Regions from separate parts of the Mus musculus genome. Here all the other regions are linked to region 3. Evidence: chromatin contacts called from public HiChIP or PLAC-seq and Micro-C data. All regions are on one chromosome and are shown on one strand. The core of a region is the stretch at or near the end of the contact, and the rest is flanking DNA. Distances in the headings are between cores, read along the strand shown. Region 1 overlaps Eya4 (EYA transcriptional coactivator and phosphatase 4). Region 2 overlaps Eya4 (EYA transcriptional coactivator and phosphatase 4). Region 3 has its middle 17 kb from the start of Gm47843.

Region 1 (2,996 bases), core at 256-2,755, 440 kb before region 3:
AAACAAAGAAAAGAAGGGAGAAAGAAAGAGAAGAGAGAAAGAAAGAGAGAAAGAAAGAAAGAAAGAAAGAAAGAAAGAAAGAAAGAAAGAAAGAAAGAAAGAAAGAAAGGAAGGAAGGAAGGAAGGAAGGAAGGAAGGAAAAAGTAAGGAAGACGGAAGGAAGAAGGAAGGAAAAAGAAAATGTCCTCATGTAACTCTATCACGTTCAGTGAGTATAAACCAATAAAATAAAAACCTGAATCAAAAGCAACAGACTTGCTTCTTGACCACATTGCAGAAGTCTAGGCAGTGATAGTACTTGGCAGAGTTTCTCAGTCATTTCGAGTTCCTAACACAACGTTATAGTGACATAAATTAATACCCTAGATGGCGAGGCTTGTGGAAAGTGTGTGTGTCATCAGTAGAGAAAGAAGAAAAAGAACAGAATAGGAGATGAGGCCGCCTGAGCTATCTTGGTATCCCACAGTTGAGAGGGATGAGGGCTACCCTGAAACAGGAGGCATTGCACCTCCAAAAATCAGCCTTTCAGATGCAAGCGTTTCAAGCTGCCACCCCGGGGCTTTAACCTGACTAAGCAGTTAGCATGGAAGCTGGAAACCCCATTTTCCTCCAGAATATGGAGGCACTTAAGGAGCTCTCACAACCTAAGTGTCTTCAGACATGGTAATATTCTTTAAACAAGTGTTAACATGTATAGGTGTTTGGCCTTCATGTATATCTGTGTACTGTGCATGTATCTGGTACCCGTTGAGTCCAGAAGAGGGTTGGTTGCCATGGGACTGGAGTTGCAGAGAGCTGTGAGCAGCCGTCTGGGTATTAGGAACTGGACCTAGGTCCTCTGGAAGAGCAGCCAGTGATTTTAGCCACTAAGCCATCTTTCCAGCTCAGACATGGTGATATTCTTGGGAGGCGTTTAGAGAGAAATTAGTACCTGCAGCTTCTCACTTTGCTGAACTTCTGAAAGCGTTCCTTATGTAAATAACCTCCATCTCTTAACATAATATGCTTATTCTATAAAACCCCCAAAATGGTGAGGGGGATTTTTGTGAGCGCCTCTAACCACCAGAAGCTATTTTTCTAAAACAGTATTTCTCCATTCTAATTTTTTAAAAAGCTCTCCTGACATTTCAAGTATTAGCCCACATGTTTAATTTATACATAACTTGCCCCCAAATTCATTTTTTACTCCAGAGGACAACAGCTTATCAGACTCATGGACCGTGCACTCTGTACTTGAAGTTAGGTTTGAGGGTCTTCCAAATCTATCTTCTCTTTATATTTATGCTTAGTAATGCTGTGTGTTGACTCTGGACAGTTGCCCAGGGATTACAGTCCAGTGAAAGAAACTTGAACTTCAATTATATATATATGGAAAGATAAATAATTGTTCATCAACTAGTTTTCATTGTGGAAACCATGCAGGAGTCATTTTAACCTAAACCTCACATGCTCCAAAAACATTCAAGGGCTTTGGTTTTGAACACAGCTTAGCAAAGACCTCAAATTCTTAAAATAATTCTGGTGTTAATCATAAATGCTTTAAATTTGTCTTACAAGGGAACCACAAAGTTGTCCCTCATCTATTCCAGGTATAAGTCAGAACACTCTTCTCTCACATTTGTGAACCCCAACTCCCTGGTGCTTTCTCCTCTGGAAGTTATTCTAACTGAAATAACATTTTTTTGAACAGAGAGCATTCTCTTGCCGGGGGTGGGGGTGGGTGGAATGGAATGAAGTGTTGAGTGCTCAGATTCAGATTTGCAAGTTTTAAGGATGTTTGAGAGGAACAGCTGCCAGTGCCCATGGTGTATCGTGGACTGAAGTTTTTAATGTTTCAAATAGACATGTGAATTCTCACAAAAGACCCTGAGAGATTAAATATACAAGAGAAACAATGCTCACAATAAGCTAATGGTATACGGACTGTTTTGAGCAATTCTGTATGTCAGCAGAAGCAGGCTTAGCTCAATTCCTGTTATGGAGCCTTTGTAAGAAGCTGGCTGGCAAAAGGGGTATTGGAACAAATATGATGTTTAAAGTTAGGCACCCAGGACAGGAGGCATTGAGGTAAGTAACCAAAGGGACTTGAAAGTTACTGTGTGCATCTCATTAATCCACTGCTTGTCCATGCCACTTGGAAATATACTTTTGTATTCCTGGGCTCATCTACCTGTGCGAGCACACATGCAGACTGTGTGTGCAGTCCATTGCTTGCATGCCTATTGTGTGTGCATATGACACTCACTTGATTAGATTTATCTTTTACTGATCAAATGGAATACATCTGAACAGCTGAACTATGGGGTGTAAGTCAAATAATGATCCCGTGACGTCTAAGACCCCCCAAATGCCAATATTTTCTGTTTAGTGTTCCTGTCAGTGATACCAACCAGTATATATGAAGTGCTTTTAGCATAAGATCTACCATAAGATGAAAAATCTTAAAGCACTGTATATAGCCACAGCTTTTTATATAGGCTGTGGTACTTTAAGTATGTAAAATATTTACCCGTTAGGGGCAAGACACACTCTCCTTCTCATTTTAATGTTCTGGTAAAAGCTGATTTTATTTATTGTTAGTGTGTTTGTGTGTGTGTGTGTGTGTGCACTCCTGGGGGTGGCATGTATGCAATAGTGCCTATATGGAGTCAGAAGAGAAGAAGAGAACTCTCTCAGGTCTGCTCTCTCCTTTCATAGTGGGTCTGAGGAGTTCATGGTCCTAGTTTTCCCTGTTCCACCTTATTTATAAGATGCCACCAAAAAGCTAAAAGTTCAGAACACACTCCATGTGCTTCTAGTAAAAAAAAGAAGTCACATGAGGTAGACATCATAAACCTGGGACAAACCCATATAAAACTTCTCGTTTCTTTTAGTAACTTTGAAAATATACATCATCTTACAATTTTTAAGCCGAGACTCATGCACATAGAGAACAAGAAAACTAACACATGGCTGTTGCTATGTTTACAATGTCATGTTCAATGTGAGGTCAGTCG
Region 2 (2,859 bases), core at 287-2,786, 380 kb before region 3:
TACATTCTTGGTAAGCTAAGCCAGTGAGTTCTCCTTCATCTATGAAAACATTCATGAAAACCTCTGCAGCTTGCACCACAGTAAATGAGGAAATGCCAAAGAATTTCAGAGCAAGGACTGAGATGTGTGCTTTCCCCTTGGGTGCAGCGTTCTTCCAGCAGTGTTAAACAGGCAGGAGAAATAAAATATCAACAAGGAGTAAAGACAGAAAGAAAATGGTCTCTAGAAACTTAAGGGGGACTCCTCTTTAATTCATACCAATCTCAATTAAGATTTTTTTGTTTTTGTAAAAATTTTGTAAAATCCACTGGGTGATTTTTTTTTCCAAAGATAAACATGCAAAGACTTTCTCAGTAGTCAATAAAACCAAAAAAGTGTTTCTGTCCTCAATAAGCCCATAGTTTAGACACTGAACTATCAAGATGGCGATGTGCCAAGGGAGCTGGAAGTTGGGCTGTTCACTGTACAACTATGGTTCAACTCAGCCCAAGAAGATTCTGAGTGATCAGATACCTGGACTTAACTGCCATGTAACAGAAAGGGCTTGTGTTTGGGGAAAAACTGACAAAGGAAAACAAACACTGTCCTTTAGAGTTCATTGAGTTTTCTTATATAATATTCAAGAAACTGTAAATATTCTGAGGAATCAGGGAAACCTGACTCCTGTTGAAGAGAACGCACATTAGTGAGAAGCAGGCCTATGTATGACCTTGGCTTTAGAATCAGCAGGAAAGACCTGGCTGGGCCTTGTCTTAGGGTTTTATTGTTGCGATGAAACACCATGACCAAAAAGCAAGTTGAGCAGGAAAGTGTTTATTTGGCTTACATTTCCAGATCACAATCCATCATAAGAGGAAGTCAAGACAGGAACTCAAACAGGGTAGGGGCCTTGAGACAGGAGCTGATGTAGAGACCACTGAGGGTGCTGCTTACTGGCTTGCTCACCATGGCTTGCTCAGCCTGCTGTCTTACAGAACCCAGGGCCATCAGCCCAGGGATGGCCCCACCCACAATGGGATGGGCCCTCCCCCACTGATCACTACCTAAGAAAATGTCCTATGGCTGGATCTCATGGAGGCATTTCCTCTACTGAGGCTCTTTGCATGGTGATGACTCTAGTTTGTGTCAGGATGACACACAAAACCCAACCAGTACAATGTTGATCTTCTGTGCAACTCTACTGGCAGAAAACAAGTAGAAATTAATTCCTGGACTCTCCCTTAATTAGAGATAAAAATCTAAATAGAGGTGTACACTGTCCAGGCAAACACTGGTGTTTATGTGGTCAATGATCTGAGGAACATTAAAGGGTTGAAATGGAGTGGGGGATCCTTGCACTGACAGCCTGAGGATCTCTGCTTCAGACTTCTCTGAACTTCTACCTTAACTGGCTCTCAGCACAAGCAAAGACTTTTGGACACAAGAGGGCAGAGTCTCTGCCTTGGACTTTAAGGTTTAGAATATTAGCAGCCCACTGATGGGACAGACTGTAGTGTAAGCTTAAAGAGTCAGGAAAAATATCTCTGAAATTGCTAGCTAGATTTTGATTGGTTCAAATAAAGGACCCCGAGGGAGGCTTCTAGTTAGTGGTATTACTGAAGTCCCAAAGTAGTGTGGGGGCTCTGAGCCAATTTGGATCATGTACAAGATGTGTAAGCCAGGGAAACCAGTCAGGAATGAAAAAACATAGCATACACCACAAAAAAAAAAAAAAAAAAAAAAAAAAAAAAAAAAAAAAAAAAAAAAAAAAAAGCAAAGAAGCGAAACGTGTTGCTTCTGCAAACCAACCAAAGCTTAGCCTATGAAGCGAATAGAGCCCTGGTGTGTTGCAGTCCGGACCACAGGAAATGAGAAGGCAGCTATCTGGAGTTTTACAGTGCAGCTCCCAGGGCGTATTTATTTTACTGGATTTAAACCTCCTCCAATTAAAGGAGTCTTTAGCGAACAGAACTATGTCATCATTCCCGTGACTGCTGAAGTATCTTCCTGTAGTCTCTTGTGTCTGCTTTGGAATGCCTGCAATTGTCTAACTTCAGGGACTTTGAAAGTTCAATGTAATAGAATTGTTTTCAAAAATTGCAGATGTCAATATAAACACGGACTTGCCTCCTCTAACACTGCTCATGCACATTGCATGTCAAGGCATCCCTCCCTCCCTCCTAGGCTGTCTCTTTCAACTCCCTTTTCAGGAGCCTTGAATCATCAGGCTTTCAAACATTAGGATCTGTCTGGGCAATTTAAATAAGGGAACTTAATCTTAGCCTGACGTGGTCATTGAGAAGAAGAAATGAGAGAATCCCAAGACGTAGGAACCAGCTTCTTGATTCTTTTTTAGAGTTTTTGTTTATAGCCCAGGTGGAATTTGATTTGAATAGTCCGAAGGGTCCTCCTCAAACCCAAGGGAGGGTAAACCTTAAATTTGTGTACTGCAGAATCTATTCCAACTCAGACACTATGATTCACCCTTTGTAGATCCTGGTAATGACTCATGGCCCTGTTTATTTATAGAGTCCCTCCATCAGCTGTTCAGGACCCAAGAAATGCAAGTCTCCTAGACTTTACAACCCTGTCACATGAGCTTTCTTTCTCTGTATGAAACAGACATCACAGAATAAGTTTCTAGGTTCCCAATTCACAGTGCCTACCGAGAGAAACTGCAGTATGACCTCTAGATGGATGCATATGAACATATGGGGTTAGTATTGGCTTTGCTGATAATGTTGCTTAGTATAAGACATAATAATAAATTCTCCCTAGCTGAGAAATAGAAGTGACATAGAGGATTCTTTTCATCTGACTGGAGTGGAAGGCTCCAGAAGAGCAGAAACCTGTCTCTGTTGTGCGCTCTGCCCCATCCCA
Region 3 (3,086 bases), core at 18-2,517:
CATCAGCCTTAGTATAAATACTGTGTAAATTTTTTATTAGATACTTTCTTCATTTACATTTCAAATGCTATCCTGAAAGTTCCCTATACCCTCCCTCCGCCCTGCTCCCCTACCCACCCACTCCCACTTCTTGGCCCTGGCTTTCCCCTGTACTGGGGCATATAGAGTTTGCAAGATCAAGGGGCCTCTCTTCCCAATGATGGCCAACTAGGCCATCTTCTGCTACATATGCAGCTAGAGACACAAGTTCTGGGGGTACTGGTTAATTCATATTGTTGTTCCACCTATAGGGTTGCAGACCCCTTTAGCTCTTAGGTACTTTCTCTAGCTCCTACATTGGGGGCCCTGTGTCCCATCCTATAGATGACTGTGAGCATCCACTTCTGTATTTGCCAGGCACTGGCAAAGCCTCACAGGAAACAGGTATACCAGGGTCCCTTCAGAAAAATCTGGCTGGCATATGCAATAGTGTCTGAGTTTGGTAGCTGATTATGGGATGGACCCCCAGGTGGGGCATTCTCTGGATGGTCCATCCTTTTGTCTTAGCTCCAAACTTAATACTGTGTATTATTAACTGTCTAACTGACAATTGCTAGACAAACACTCCTGTAGCAGTATTTTTATTTCTAGATTGTCATTATATAAGTGCACATTTTATTTCTATTATTACATAGTGACTGAGAGTCCAGTCACCAATCCTTTTTCCCACATGCTGGAATTTACAAAAGCTCCTACTAACTCCATTCCTGCTGCAACCCCACAGGGACTTCCAATACAGCTTGCAGTTTGGGTCATAAAGGAAACAGACTAACACATGCAGATCATACCAGATCATACAGGCCATCCCAACTGGAGCAGCCATGACCCTCAATCTTACCAACCCACATATACCTCAGAAGCATGGAAATTTGGACTCACATTCTTTCTCCTCCTTTTCAAATTGGCATTTACCAAAATAAAAGAGGAAATGAAATGACACAAACCACTTTCATAAACTATTGTCAGTCCTGGCATACATTCCTAGTAATCTGCATGTTGATTCATTTTATGTCTTAACTCATGATCATAACTTGAATTTTAATCTAAAGTCAATTTACAAATTCAGAGACAATGGATACTGGTATCGTGGATGATCCTTCAAGTCTGGAGACTTTCAATATGTCCACTCTTAGGAGCTGAAAATCTGAAGCTCAAGCCTCACACGGAGGCTGTGGAATGCTAGGATGGAAGTTCTCCCAGTGTCTGGCTGCCCCACATTTTGTGGTTTCAAGCAAGAAGCCTAGAGTTATTTGGACATGGGTTTTGTGGTTAATGTATGATAAATGGGCTATTACACAGCAGTCCTTGAATGTTTACGTCAGCTGTGGCAATCATTCAAAAGACACTTCTCTTTTGGCAGCACACTCTTGCATTGAACATTTTCTGGCAGATCTGAGTTAGGAATGACAGAGGAACCTCCATGTTAAGTCATATTCTTGATAAATTTTGCATGAACTGGTGATGCACAGAAGTTCTGGTGAGGGAAATATATGAATTTCAGAAAGCAAAGAGACTTTTCTCCTCTTTCTAAACCAAAATGGATTAGATTAAATTAAATATACAATAGCCACAAATATCTAGAGACACTTCAGGGGTTGGTTCGCATTCTGGTTCCTAATCTTTCTTTATTCCTTTTCTTTATTAAATACAAATAATATCTCTAGACGTCATTTTTATAAGTTAAATTTATTTATGTGTTATTCAGTTGATTTCACTAAAAACTTAAACTCTTAATAGACACTTGATATTGTTCTACTGCCCTAGGATGATAAAGGATAGATAGAGAGTGTGGCCTCATAAGGTCTTAGATCTCATCTGTATTCATCTCTATGGCTTCTTCAATTTTTAGGATGAACATATTCAAAGGGATGATCAATATGGAGCACCCTTTTCCTTTTTATTAATTTGGTTCCTTGTTTACCTTGGCTTCCTTGAGTTTTCCAGACAAATTTATTGATTACTGCGATCTGTCTCTCCACCTTTTCAACAACAACAACAAAAGGTACACTCATATGGCAACTACACTGTGCATCGTGTAGCTGACATGCGGTTTCACTTATGATGACAGTGGAATGTGTACAGTGATGTGATGCCTGTTCTGTGCATGGAAAAACAGAGAAAATTTTATCTGCTTGACCATACACTTTCAAGAACTAAGAAAATTTCATTGGGATTGAGGAAACGGCTCAGTCTTTAAAGTGCTCCCCACCAAGGGTCTGAGCTCAGATCACTATCATCAGTGTAAAAATCCAGGAATGATGGCATACAGAACATCCCAATTCAGACTGACCCCAAGCCCTTCCTGGGCAACACAGACGTAAAGTGTGCTGAACATATCAACTAAACAAGACCATGTTCTCCTTTTGAGCTGAGGAGCCCATTGATAATCAGAAATTTTATAATGTCTAAATAAGTTCTGGGGAGGGAAAGTTAAGTCAAATCTCACGTGGAATGAATATACAAGATAATCTCACTTAAGTCTTACACTTACATGATCCAAAAAAATTGAATAAAATCAAATAGTAAATGTTGTTATATTTCCCTATCATTTACTTTCTAGACTTTAAATATTAACCATAAGGTATTTTCTTTTTGTTCTTATCATTTTTGTGACCGTACCTCACCCTGTAGCATGGGCTAGCCTCCAACTCACAAAATATTCCTGATTCAGCCCCCAAGGGTTAGAATCTCAAGCATGAGCCACCATTTTTAGCCATAAGAATATAGACATTATTTGTTAGTGTATCACCCAACTGTCACCAGCCAGTTCTCTAGGTGAACCACACCCACTTCCATTGATTCCAACGAACATGTTCATGAAGAAGACAGAACCTGTCTGCTCACATTTGTGTTAGAGTGATGTAGTCAAACTGCTCAGCCATGCTACCAGTTCCTGGTACAATTTGGCAGGAACAGACACAATGAAATTCACCAGACTGCTAAAGATCAAACCAACCAGATCTATAATCGTGGGCTCAAACATTCTCATTTTGAGAAGATAGTTTATTTGTTTCTAATTTTGCATTCACATAAATATGTCCTTAGCT

Evidence for each region. Hi-C and Micro-C count contacts between places; a contact is called where the count stands out from the background. HiChIP or PLAC-seq counts read pairs in DNA pulled down with a chosen protein or histone mark.
Region 1: a Micro-C map of embryonic fibroblasts shows a contact between it and region 3, with 8 times the contacts expected there. The contact joins two enhancer-like sites. A contact is called at or near these places in 1 of 484 Hi-C or Micro-C datasets (embryonic fibroblasts) and 1 of 9 other capture datasets (embryonic stem cells).
Region 2: a contact with region 3 is called in an H3K27ac HiChIP or PLAC-seq map of embryonic fibroblasts, with 4 times the contacts expected there. The contact joins two enhancer-like sites. A contact is called at or near these places in 3 of 39 promoter capture datasets (cranial neural crest, frontonasal cranial neural crest and neural stem cells), 1 of 15 datasets of contacts at CTCF or cohesin (the NIH/3T3 cell line) and 1 of 115 datasets of contacts at active chromatin or transcription factors (embryonic fibroblasts).

Annotation. Positions count from the first base shown.
Region 1 is chr10:23,118,941-23,121,936 of GRCm38.p6, forward strand. The region is part of intron 13 of Eya4 (EYA transcriptional coactivator and phosphatase 4); the gene reads right to left. Among named protein-coding and RNA genes, the nearest start is that of Gm24655, 47 kb to the right of the region's middle. Within about 2 kb of position 1,506, at least 7 of the 459 cell types and tissues checked have an H3K27ac peak or open chromatin away from gene starts, as enhancers often do. A contact at or near this core is called in embryonic fibroblasts, where this site is marked.
Region 2 is chr10:23,175,320-23,178,178 of GRCm38.p6, forward strand. The region is part of intron 3 of Eya4 (EYA transcriptional coactivator and phosphatase 4); the gene reads right to left. Among named protein-coding and RNA genes, the nearest start is that of Gm24655, 9.8 kb to the left of the region's middle. Within about 2 kb of position 1,537, at least 35 of the 459 cell types and tissues checked have an H3K27ac peak or open chromatin away from gene starts, as enhancers often do. A contact at or near this core is called in embryonic fibroblasts, where this site is marked.
Region 3 is chr10:23,556,729-23,559,814 of GRCm38.p6, forward strand. No RefSeq gene overlaps it. Among named protein-coding and RNA genes, the nearest start is that of Gm47843, 17 kb to the right of the region's middle. Within about 2 kb of position 1,268, at least 34 of the 459 cell types and tissues checked have an H3K27ac peak or open chromatin away from gene starts, as enhancers often do. A contact at or near this core is called in embryonic fibroblasts, where this site is marked.